2 separate regions of the Zea mays genome follow, and region 2 is linked to region 1. Evidence: chromatin contacts called from public Hi-C data. All regions are on one chromosome and are shown on one strand. The core of a region is the stretch at or near the end of the contact, and the rest is flanking DNA. Distances in the headings are between cores, read along the strand shown. Region 1 holds the start of LOC100285442 (ATP synthase beta chain). Region 2 holds the start of LOC103635303 (histone chaperone ASF1B).

What was found. Hi-C and Micro-C count contacts between places; a contact is called where the count stands out from the background.
Region 2: a contact with region 1 is called in a Hi-C map of tassel, with 6 times the contacts expected there. The contact joins the promoter of LOC103635303 here to the promoter of LOC100285442 in region 1. A contact is called at or near these places in 12 of 25 Hi-C or Micro-C datasets (ear, endosperm, leaf and 3 more).

The regions. Positions count from the first base shown.
Region 1 is chr8:67,224,511-67,229,656 of Zm-B73-REFERENCE-NAM-5.0, forward strand. It overlaps LOC100285442 (ATP synthase beta chain), which reads right to left and starts at 1,537. Exons shown (of 9, transcript NM_001158335.1): 1 at 986-1,537; 2 at 485-560; 3 at 312-400; 4 at 1-23. The coding sequence starts at 1,450. It overlaps LOC103635301 (probable uridine nucleosidase 2), which reads left to right and starts at 2,226. Exons shown (of 4, transcript XR_002264467.2): 1 at 2,226-2,687; 2 at 2,809-3,522; 3 at 4,505-4,633; 4 at 4,725-5,146.
Region 2 is chr8:67,353,672-67,359,043 of Zm-B73-REFERENCE-NAM-5.0, forward strand. LOC103635303 (histone chaperone ASF1B) reads left to right here and starts at 2,524. Exons shown (of 3, transcript XM_008657793.4): 1 at 2,524-2,855; 2 at 5,127-5,242. The coding sequence starts at 2,747.

The sequences.
Region 1 (5,146 bases), core at 287-2,786:
TAGGGTGCAAGAAGATCCACGACCTGCATGTCAAAGAAACATTATGCTACAACATATAATCATCATTCAAGCAATGTCAGCATAGGTGCTACTAAATTAGAGGGTGTTTGGTTCCTGCCTCCTAAATTTAGTAACTAAAGTTTAGTCACTTTTAGTCCCTGAACAGCCAAACAGTATAACTAAATAATGCCTTCCAAGTAGAAATCCTAGGGACTAAAGTTTAGTCACTAAAGTTAAGAAGAGTGACTAAAGGAATCAAACACCCCCTTAGACTCCAAAACGATTCTAGCTCGAGAACTGAACAAACCTACCTTGATTCCAGTAACAAGAATTTGCTGCTCAGTGGCCTGCTCAACGAAAGCAGGGGCTTCACGATGGATAGGGAGGAAGTGGTTTGTCGCTGAAATATGGAAAGGTAGAAGGTTTACAAAAGCTCTTCCAGACACCTTGAAGCAAAATACATACCATAAGTCCAGACACTTACTTATATCACCCTTCTCATCAATCGGCTCACCGATAACATTAATGATGCGTCCAAGGGTAGCCCTGCCAACAGGCACCTACAAACAGGAATAATTTTGAAGTCAGAAAACATGGTTGACAGTGGTGCAAATGTGAGGTCATGAAATCATAAACACCACGAGCAATCATGCAAACAACACTGCCAGCATAGATACTCTACATTACACTTGCCAATGGCGCCAAAACAAGCATGCAACAACAGTATTTGAATATCAATGAACAAAAAAATATGTCATGGCAATGAAACCCATTAGTTACTGGCATCGTTAAACCAGAAGCTGCCACAACTAAAACCTATCAATGTTCAGGCTACAGCAGACGATCTAAAATTTAATCACTGGCCACGCAGATCTTCGTGCCCAGATCAAATCTAACACTATTCGGTCTGCATTTCATCAGATCGATCCGTACCGCCACGAAATAGAAAGCACAGCCATAACCAAGAAATAGAGGGCGTCCTCACGGTGATGGGGGAGCCAGTGTTGAGGACGCGCTGGCCGCGGACGAGCCCCTCCGTGCCGTCCATAGCGATGGTGCGCACCATGTTCTCGCCAAGGTGCTGCGCCACCTCGAGCACGAGGCGGATGTCGTTGTCGAGCACCTCGAGCGCCGTGAGGATGGGCGGGAGGCCCTCATCGTAGCGCACGTCGACGACGGCGCCGATCACCTGGCACACCTGGCCGATGGCGCCGGCGCCGGTGAACTCGTCGGTGATCTTGCCGCCGCCGGTCTTCCCGGTGGCTGGCGGCGGGGTGGCGGGCGCCACCTGGGCCGCGGCGGCGGAGGCGTAGGCGGCGGCGCGGTTGAAGAGGTACCCGGCCGGGGACGGGCGGTGCGGCGCCCCGCGCGGGCGCGGCGCGGCGGGCGAGGCGGCACGGAGGCGGGAGGCGGAGCGAAGGAGCGAGGAGACGACCCGGCGGGACGCCATGGCCGGTCCGGATCTAGGGTTAGACTTCGGGAGGGTCGCTGGGTGCGGCGGCTCCGCGAGGCTAGCGAGGGGGGCGGAGAGAGGAGTGAGGCCTGTCCGCACTGGAGGGGAATAAGTGGGTGGGGATCTCAGAGAGGCATCGGCAAGTGGACCTCGTCCACGGGGACCGGGAAGGATGGGCGAGCAGCCAGCTCTTAGGTCGCATCGCTCGCGGGGAGCTTTGGTGCATGGGCCCGGTCCAGTGAGCGAGTGAGAGAAGAGCGGGGTTGGGCTTTTCAATGATGAAATTTGATGCTTGTTGGTTTTGCAGCAGCTAGAACATATGCTGTTTACATTTTGATTTATATTTATTTTGCTGTGGTGGAAGTTTTGATAGATTATAACAGCAAACAGCCTATGGTTCTAAATCACAGTTAATCCTTGCAAGTTTTGTCCACGAAAGTGGTCATGTTTTCTGGATCCAATGCTTCACGTAATCCTCGATAACGCTGTTTTGACAGTTTTGTCCAAGTTCTGAAGCGGCTCTTGTTTTTTTATTGCAATTTGAGGATGTGAAGGAGAGCAAATTGCTCTATTCCACGAGAAAATACAAATCTCTACTACTACTTATGTATCTAACGTAGGCGTCCACACTCAAAATTGGTGCACGGTTCTGCCTTTCTCCACGCGCTGGCCGCGAATCTCGCCGGTCTGCCAAATCCGCCGCGAATCTCGTCCACAAAACTTCCAGCCATGGCTGTCGTGACCAATCCATGGCAGTCGCGCCCTGGTCCCCCGGCCGCGCCGGCTTCCATCCAAGGCTGCCCGCGCGCCCGGCTCCCTTTCCTTGCACGACGCCAGATGGATATTCTACGCGGCAATCTCGGCGCTCGCCCTCCCCCGCGGGGCAATCTCGGTGTCCCGCACGGCAATCTCGGCCCCGCCATCCTCGCCCCCCAATTGCTCGATCAGGCATAGATGGAAATCCTTGGCGCATCCGCCCCCTCGCATCCCCCACGCATGTGCCTGCTCCCATCCCCCCGACCTCGCGAGATAGTCGCCTCGGCCCTCCTCGCAGACACCCTCTTTGAGTTCCAGGCTTCCAAGGTCCAACCTTCTCCTCTCTGAGGCCGTAGCATTTGTTTGGTTAGATTGGGTTGTTCCGTTTGGGTAGCCGGTGGGATCGAAATCTGTGCAGCACCCATGGCGGTAGTCGAGGGGATGAAGAAGGAAATCATCAACACCGACCCCGGAATTGGTAGGTACCCGTCCTTGCGATTGCAATCATCGTCTTGGCTGTAGATCGATGGTGCTTCTTCTTGTTGTGGCGTTCGGATCGCAGTCCACTGACCGAACCGAACCACTGTTCGACGGAGCAGATGACACGATGGCCATCTTCCTGGCGCTGCGGTCGCCGGAGCTGGAGGTGCTGGGCCTCACCACTACCTTCGGCAACGTCCACACCGCCCTCGCCACGCGCAACGCGCTCCACCTGGTGCCGCCGCCTACCTTCCTTCCTCTCTCTCCCCCCACCCTGCTGGTCTGTTCCACCCACTCCGACCGCGGCTCACATTTGCTTCTGATGTGTGTGCTTGAGCTGGAGGCTGTTGGCAGGACTGACATCCCTGTGGCAGAGGGATCCCATCCAACGATCAAGGTAGCTATCAGCGTCTCTTTGTTTATGCTACCACGCTGAATCGATGTTCAATTGTCAACGTTGCAGCGCCCTCATCAAACACAGAGAAAAAAATCAAAGAATCGCAGTGATCTAGCAAAGCCGCAAACAGTTGAGATTGAGGGAACGCCATCGAGAGGATCATACTTCTTGCGTGTTCATCAGCAGCTTTCACAAGGCTGTTTTGTTCGTTCATTTACTCTGTCATCTGAATTGCTGTTTCTTTTTCATTTTCCCCTCGAGCACAGAAAGCCACCAAGCTGAGGATCGCAAGCTTTGTCCACGGTTCAGACGGCCTGAGGATCACAAGCTTCGTCCACGGTTCAGACGGCCACTGCGGATCGAGGTGCGGCAGGTCGGGGCGCCGCCGCGGATTGTAGGCTCGGCCGGGACTACTTCGTCACCAACGTCCTCGTATGTAAGAGTGAAAATTATTTGCCTATTGCCAACATACTTATCTAAAGTCCAACTTCTTATCAAATAAAGTATGTGAAGATTTACGTGTTTTTTTCTGTTTTCATACCACCATATTACCTCCTTAAATGGTTTTCCCAGGTTTTAGCAAGCATCACTATAAAGCACGAGTGAAGGTTCTCCCAGGTTTTAATAAGAATAGCTACAAAGCCTACTCTGAATAAATTTGTCTAGATGTTTTAGTAGGTTCAACTGTAAACATCCAATAGTTAATGTACCTACCACTTTTAAGAAATTACTTCTTTGAGTTGTTCACTTGTTGTAGAGGTTAATGCCACCAATGCTGGGACAGAAACAAGTGAGTTGAAGCAAGATCGACGGATTTGATAAAGGCCCCTCTTGTTTACCCTAGACAAGTCTAATATCTTCTCAAACAGATAATAATTAACATAAACGAGCGAACTTTTACACAAGAAATCTAATGAAATGTTCTTATTGCATTCTTCAATTAATATTTTCTCTTAGTAGCATAGCTTTTAGGTACTAACTGTACAATGGCAGGAACAGCAGCAACACTAAGCATCCAACGTCATGTTCTAGGCACCTGTTCCATGTAGCATGCATATTAGTAATTGCCACAGCTTAGGAGTGAATCCGGTAGAATAATATGCTCTAGAGTTGAATGAAGTAAATTTCAGTTACTCCTGAGGATTAAATGAACTGTATAAGGCCGTAATTTGTTCCTGGTTTAGTTTCAGGGTAGAAATGGACATTGCTGTAATCAGCTACACATTACATGCGACCGGACCTGAATTATTATATAAGAAACCTGAAGTGTAGTCGATATACATGTTTTCGTCGGTGAAACCCACTTACTTTTTGTAGGCCATTGAGGTGCAATAATTTGATACACATGTATGTTAATCTACTAACCCACATGGAATGCAATTTCACAGGTTAAATTTGCCGCTTGTCATATTTTGTAGGCTTCAATGTTAAACATTGTCACAGGTTCTCATATATGGGTGGAAGATAAAGATTTGTCCAGGGTTGATGGTGAGGTATTTCGAATTGATGGCCAAAACGCCCATGTTCGCACAACCAAGGGGAAGGCGGTATGTGTTGCTCTGCTTTTGAAGTCTGTCACACCCCTGTTTAGTTTGTTTTTTAGTTCTTCATAATTTCATAGTTCTGTTTCTGGCCCAGAGTTTCTCGCACAACCAATGTTGTTAACTGAATAGTTAAACTGAATAAAAGGTATGATGTTTCACATTTTTAATTTTAAAAATTATTTCTATTATTATAGGCTAGAGGTTACCTCTACTGAAGGAGATGACAGGTGTCTATTATTATAGCAGTAAATCATCTTTGTTGCTCCTACTACACCCGTTTTGAGCTAGAAATTTCGTACTTAATCACCATTACAATATGACAGGTGTTCACTACGGTTATACTTGCATTCACTTTGCAACCAATACCGTCTCAGTTATTTTTAAAATGGTCTTTGACTAATTCCTTCAATGTACTACTGATCTACTGCATCCCTGTTAACCAATACCATCAGTCTTTATTAATTTGACTTTGCCTAGAAACAACATATGTGTAAGATATGCACAAAAGCACTTATT
Region 2 (5,372 bases), core at 1,274-3,773, 130 kb after region 1:
CACGAGGAGCAAACTTCTTGAAGGACGTCTTGTGTGAATAGTTTGATAACAGAGAAGAAGCGCAATATTAATGAACTGCAACTGATAATATATAATATCAGCGAAATGTAAATCTGCTTCCCTCCAAGTTCATCTCCGCCTGGATATACATATTGTTGGCAGAGAATATATTTGTACAAAGTCCATCTTTCGTATGTAAAACTATTTTAGCCAAACCAGGATTCTTCTACAACCGCTTGGAGGAGTATCGAGAACCAGCACATTTCTTGTAAAGTATTAGCCCTGCGTGATAAATATGATAGTCAGAAGTAATACTAAAAGGAAAATACAATAGATTCCTGACTTCACTTCAGTTTCAGGTTTGCTTTCATATAATACGAGTAGATCCAAAGGATATGAAATAAGGGAACATGGCTACCTGCTCATCTGCATACACGGTACCCAACTACTCAGTTTTCCACCTTCATTTTGCCCGTGGTTAAGGAATGGTGATCCAAATGGGAACACCCCTTTTTTTTTGCTCAATTTGGCTGCTACTGCTAGCATTTTCTGCAACTGTGTTTTTTCTTTGCATTTACTGCTCACGCTCTGCAACAAAGTGAAAGAGAATTCCGAGCAGTTCGTGGCAAGAGTAGAATAAATAGAAGATTGCACAGTAGCTGCCCGCTCCTGCACATCCTCCTGCAAATTCTTCAATATAAGCAGCAGTGTGTTGCCCTTCGGTAGCCTGAAACCATCTGTGGTCTCCATTGTTTCTGTTTTTTGATGATAGGTCTCCATTGTTTCTGTTGAGTCAGTCTTGTACAAGAACAAGAACAGCAGCAGCGCTAATTCGCAAATCAGCGATGTCTTGCGTCTCTCTCCTAACGAATGTGCTCGCAGCTACGTATCAGAAAAGATGTATATGAGAGCCTTGTCTGTATTTGCAGGGAATTGTTTGCATCGTTTTATCCCTTTTTTGACCCCTGCATTCTGTAGACCTACCAAGAAGTAAGGCGGTTCAGCAGAATTCTGTGTGATTCCTAGAAAATATGGGATTTGGCGGCCTTCGAGTTTCGACAGCGGTGGAGGCCTGGAGGGGTCCCGTCTCTCGGCTCCCCCACCCCACCCCTACCTGGCTAGTGGCTACTGGCTACCTCTCTCTCGCGAGAAATTTGCTATTATGGAGATCCTCACGTGCGGCTTCGACGTTTTAGAGGCGTAGACGAGGGATTAGCTGATATGGAAAAGCAGGGAATATGCCACTCGCTAAAACGAACAAGAACACTCCATTATTTGGTAACCTCTTTGATTAAAATCATGGATACTCACGTCGTCTACATCCCGTTACCCTTCTCTCCACGGAAGTTGTTCCCGCCAACATTCCTCCCACGGAAGTTGTTCCCGCCAACATCCCCCCCCACCACGAAGTCCGGCGTCGCCGCCGCGAAGCACACCACCACCGAGTACGCTGTGTACAGGATCAGCCATATCACCAGCAGGAAGTAGCCGAACGCGGTCGCCGTTCGACGGAGACCCGCCAGCCAGTACACCGGCGCCGCGAACATGACGGCCAGCGCCAGCTGGAAGGGCAGGAACACGACCGCGTTGGCCACCGCGTACGACGACACGTGGTACGCCCCCGACGCCGTCTCCCTGGCCAGGATGTCGCGCTCCTGCAGGAAGATGGGCAGCGCCTCCGTTGTGGATGACAGGAGGAAGGTGAGCAGGAAGGCGAAGAGACCCACGCGCTCCACCACCTTGTCCTGCCCGAGGTCGTAGAAGATGGAGCCCAGCGCAAGGCCCGCCACCAGCATGCACACGGTGCGGCACGCGAAGAGCTGCCGCGTCCGCGCCACGTTCTTGAAGAAGCGCTGCGACAGCACCGCCACCTCCCGCGCCCGCGAGTTGGCGTAGCGGCTAGCCATCATGGTCACGGCCACAGGGGCGTCCGCCACCTGCTTGCCGTGCAGCTGGAACAGACGCTGCAGCGTGCACCGACCCTCTCGGTCTCCGGAGGACGGCGCCTGCAGGCTGCTACTGGCGTGGCGGCGGAGCGCGTCCACGGAGACGTGCGGGGGCAGGTGGAGGCCCGCGTCCCCGAGCAGGGCGCGGAGCTGGTCGACGGTGCCATGATGGAGGACGAAGCCGACGGCTAGCAGGAGGACGGAGTCGAACATCTTGACGATGCGCGCTCCCGGCTGGTGGATGCTGAGCAGCACGGTGCGTCCGCGCGCCTCGGCCATGGCGCGGAGCGCGCCGACGATGTGGAGCGCGGAGGCGCTGTCGAGGCCGGAGGTGGGCTCGTCGAGGATGAGCACGGGCGGGTCACGCACGGCCGCGATGCCGATGGAGAGGTAACGGATGTAGACGACGTGAGTATCCATGGTTTTAATCAAAGAGGTTACCAAGTAATAGAGTGTTCTTGTTCGTTTTAGCAAGTGGCCTATTCCCTGCTTTTCTATATCAGCTAATCCTTCACCTACGCCTTCAAAACGTCGAAGCCGCACGTGAGGATCTCCATAATAGCAAATTTCTCCTCTCTCGCTGTCGCTTGGCCTCGCCTCTCCACTCCAAACCTGCAGCTCCGAGCCGTCTCCCGCCAACCCAATTTCGCTTCCCGCCGCTCCCCATCTCATCCCACACCGTCACCATTACACCGCCCGAAAGGCCGCTAGAAATCCGATCCCGAGCCGCCGCGTCTTGCTCGCGTCTTTTCCCCTCTGCTCGAGCACGCGCGGGCGCGCGGCTGCTCCCGGCGGCGGCGATGAGCGCGGTGAACATCACCAACGTGGCGGTGCTGGACAACCCCACCGCCTTCATCAACCCCTTCCAGTTCGAGATATCCTACGAGTGCCTCGTGCCCCTCGACGACGGTACTGAGTACTGACCGTTTTCCTCCCCTTCTCTCGGTCCCCGTGATGCGTGGCCCCGGGCTAGGGTTTCGGCGTCCTGGGATCGGTGGGTGGCGCTTTGGATGCAGCTGGGATGCCGGGTTATGGGGTTGGGCTTTGCTATCTCTGCGGGATGGGATCACGAGGGTACGGGAGTCGAACGCCGCTGCATCGGTTGCGTTCCTGTGCGGCAGTAGTAGCATAGATGCGAATGCCATTGCTGCTATCCAGGCTACCGCTGTTCTTGTTCGGTGATTAGCATAAGAATGCAGCATAATTTCCACTGCCCTATTCTGTACCATGCGATTCTTGATCGTGTATTCTACTCTCCATTACTAGTATCTAGAAACCAGCATGTCATATGACTGAACCTATTTGCTTAGTGGGTTAATTAGTTGTATACTTGTATTGTCAAAATCTGGGTGCCACATTAGATCACTTGTGCAAAAAATTCCATGCACACCTGTGCCATGCGTGGATGATTGTCTACAATCTAGAATTATCTTTGCTTGAAGCTGATTATAATTGAATGTGCAGTGGATAAGTCTCATGTTATTTGTATCTTGTACTTATAAGGGATCGACACCTGTGTAGTAGCTGATGAGATTCCAATATTGCTGGTAATTCTGAAAAATGTTCTATTTTGCTTTTAGTGATTTATTCACTGTAGTGGATAATCTGTTGGCCTGTTTCATAAGATACATTATTCCTTTGGATCCTGCTAGCTTCAAAAGCTGTTTGAGTGGGGGTGGTCATTGTCTGAATAATTCTGGTCCAGACATGTTTGCCTTATTTTCTCCCCTCTTTTGTCTCTGGTTTGTTGATAATGGCATAAAGACATATCATGATAAGTACTACATAGAAATTATACAAATCTATAACCCAATGAACGTTGAAGTACTAGGGTATAATTTTGTTTTTTTATTATGGAAACAAGAGTTCCGGCTTTAGCATACAAATGCGTACAACCATTACATAACGATTATTGGACCATAGAGCAGTTGCTTGAATAATTAAACTAACTCAAAGAAAACAAAATGCCATGACTATAGAAAACACTAGCCATCTTCAATTCTTGCATTCGAGCGCCATCCATGCATTGCAAAAACTTCCATCGCCACCACCTCCAAAGCTCGACAGGCATCGAGAATTTGTTGGTGCTTTTCCTCCTTCTGTAGAAGTCTCCAGAATCTGAACCAGTGAGTAACCCTGAAAATAACCTGTACAATTGATGGTATTGGTTTATGATTAAACACCACCTCATTTCGACAGAGCCAGATGGACCAAAATAAAGCTGATATTCCAATCAGTAATAATTTTTTGTATGCCAGAGCATTATTAGATTCCCAAGACCCGATAATATGATTAGTGCTAATGGGCATGTCTATTTTTAAAACAAAGTAAATGATTCTCCATATACTTTTGGCAATGTAACAGTCAAAAAAGAGATGATGTATACTCTTATTGTTGTTGCAAAAGCTACAGGTCAAGCTACCATTCCAACGCCTTCTAGCTAAATTATCTTTAGTGAGGATCGCTCCCCGACATAAATTCCACAGGAAAACTTTTATTTTCAGAGGGAGCTTAAGTCTCCAAAGCATCTTACTCCGATTGCTGTTAGGATTATTCATCAAAAGATGGTACATCGATTGGACAGAGAAAATTCCATTCTTATGACCATCCCAAACAAAATTGTCCCTAGCCGGATTCAGAGTAACCGTAGTTAGCAAGTTTAACAAGTTGTGCCATTCCACCATTTTAATTCCCCTAATTGTTCGGCGAAAAGATAAATTAAGATTTGAATCTGAAAAGACGTCTACAACCAAGGCCGATTTGTTACGCACTATATTAAAAAGGTTCGGGAATTGCTCACTAAGAGGTCGACTGATTAACCATATATCCTTCCAGAATCTGGTAGCATGACCATTCCTCACTTGAAAGTGACCTCATCTAAGAAATTGATCCTTAATATTCATTAGACCTGACCAAAAGTGTGAATCGTCCGGTCTTCTAGATATTTGAGTAAGAGATTTACTAGGGTATAATTTTGTGGAATGTGCATTGTGTTGTTTGAGGTTGTTTTAATCGTAATGACATGCCTATTTTCCCCTGCGTACCATAAAGGCATGCCTATGTATATATGATCTGTGTGAGGTATATATGCAATTCATGTGTTTTGATTTCTGTCTTTTGCTTTTGGGGTATTGGATTTTTTTAGAATACATGTAAAGAGCTTGTTTGTTTGCATTTCAGATCTGGAGTGGAAGCTTATATATGTTGGATCAGCTGAAGATGAAAACTACGACCAACAGCTTGAGAGTGTGCTTGTTGGCCCTGTCAATGTTGGGACCTACCGTTTTGTCCTCCAGGTATGCAAATCAATGTTGTGTTGCTCTATTATACTCCTAAGTCCAAATTCACGAGACACAATAGGTCCTGAAATTTTTGAAGAATGGAGTGCGAGCATTGCTTGTGATTTCCCCTTTTGTGTTAAGACCT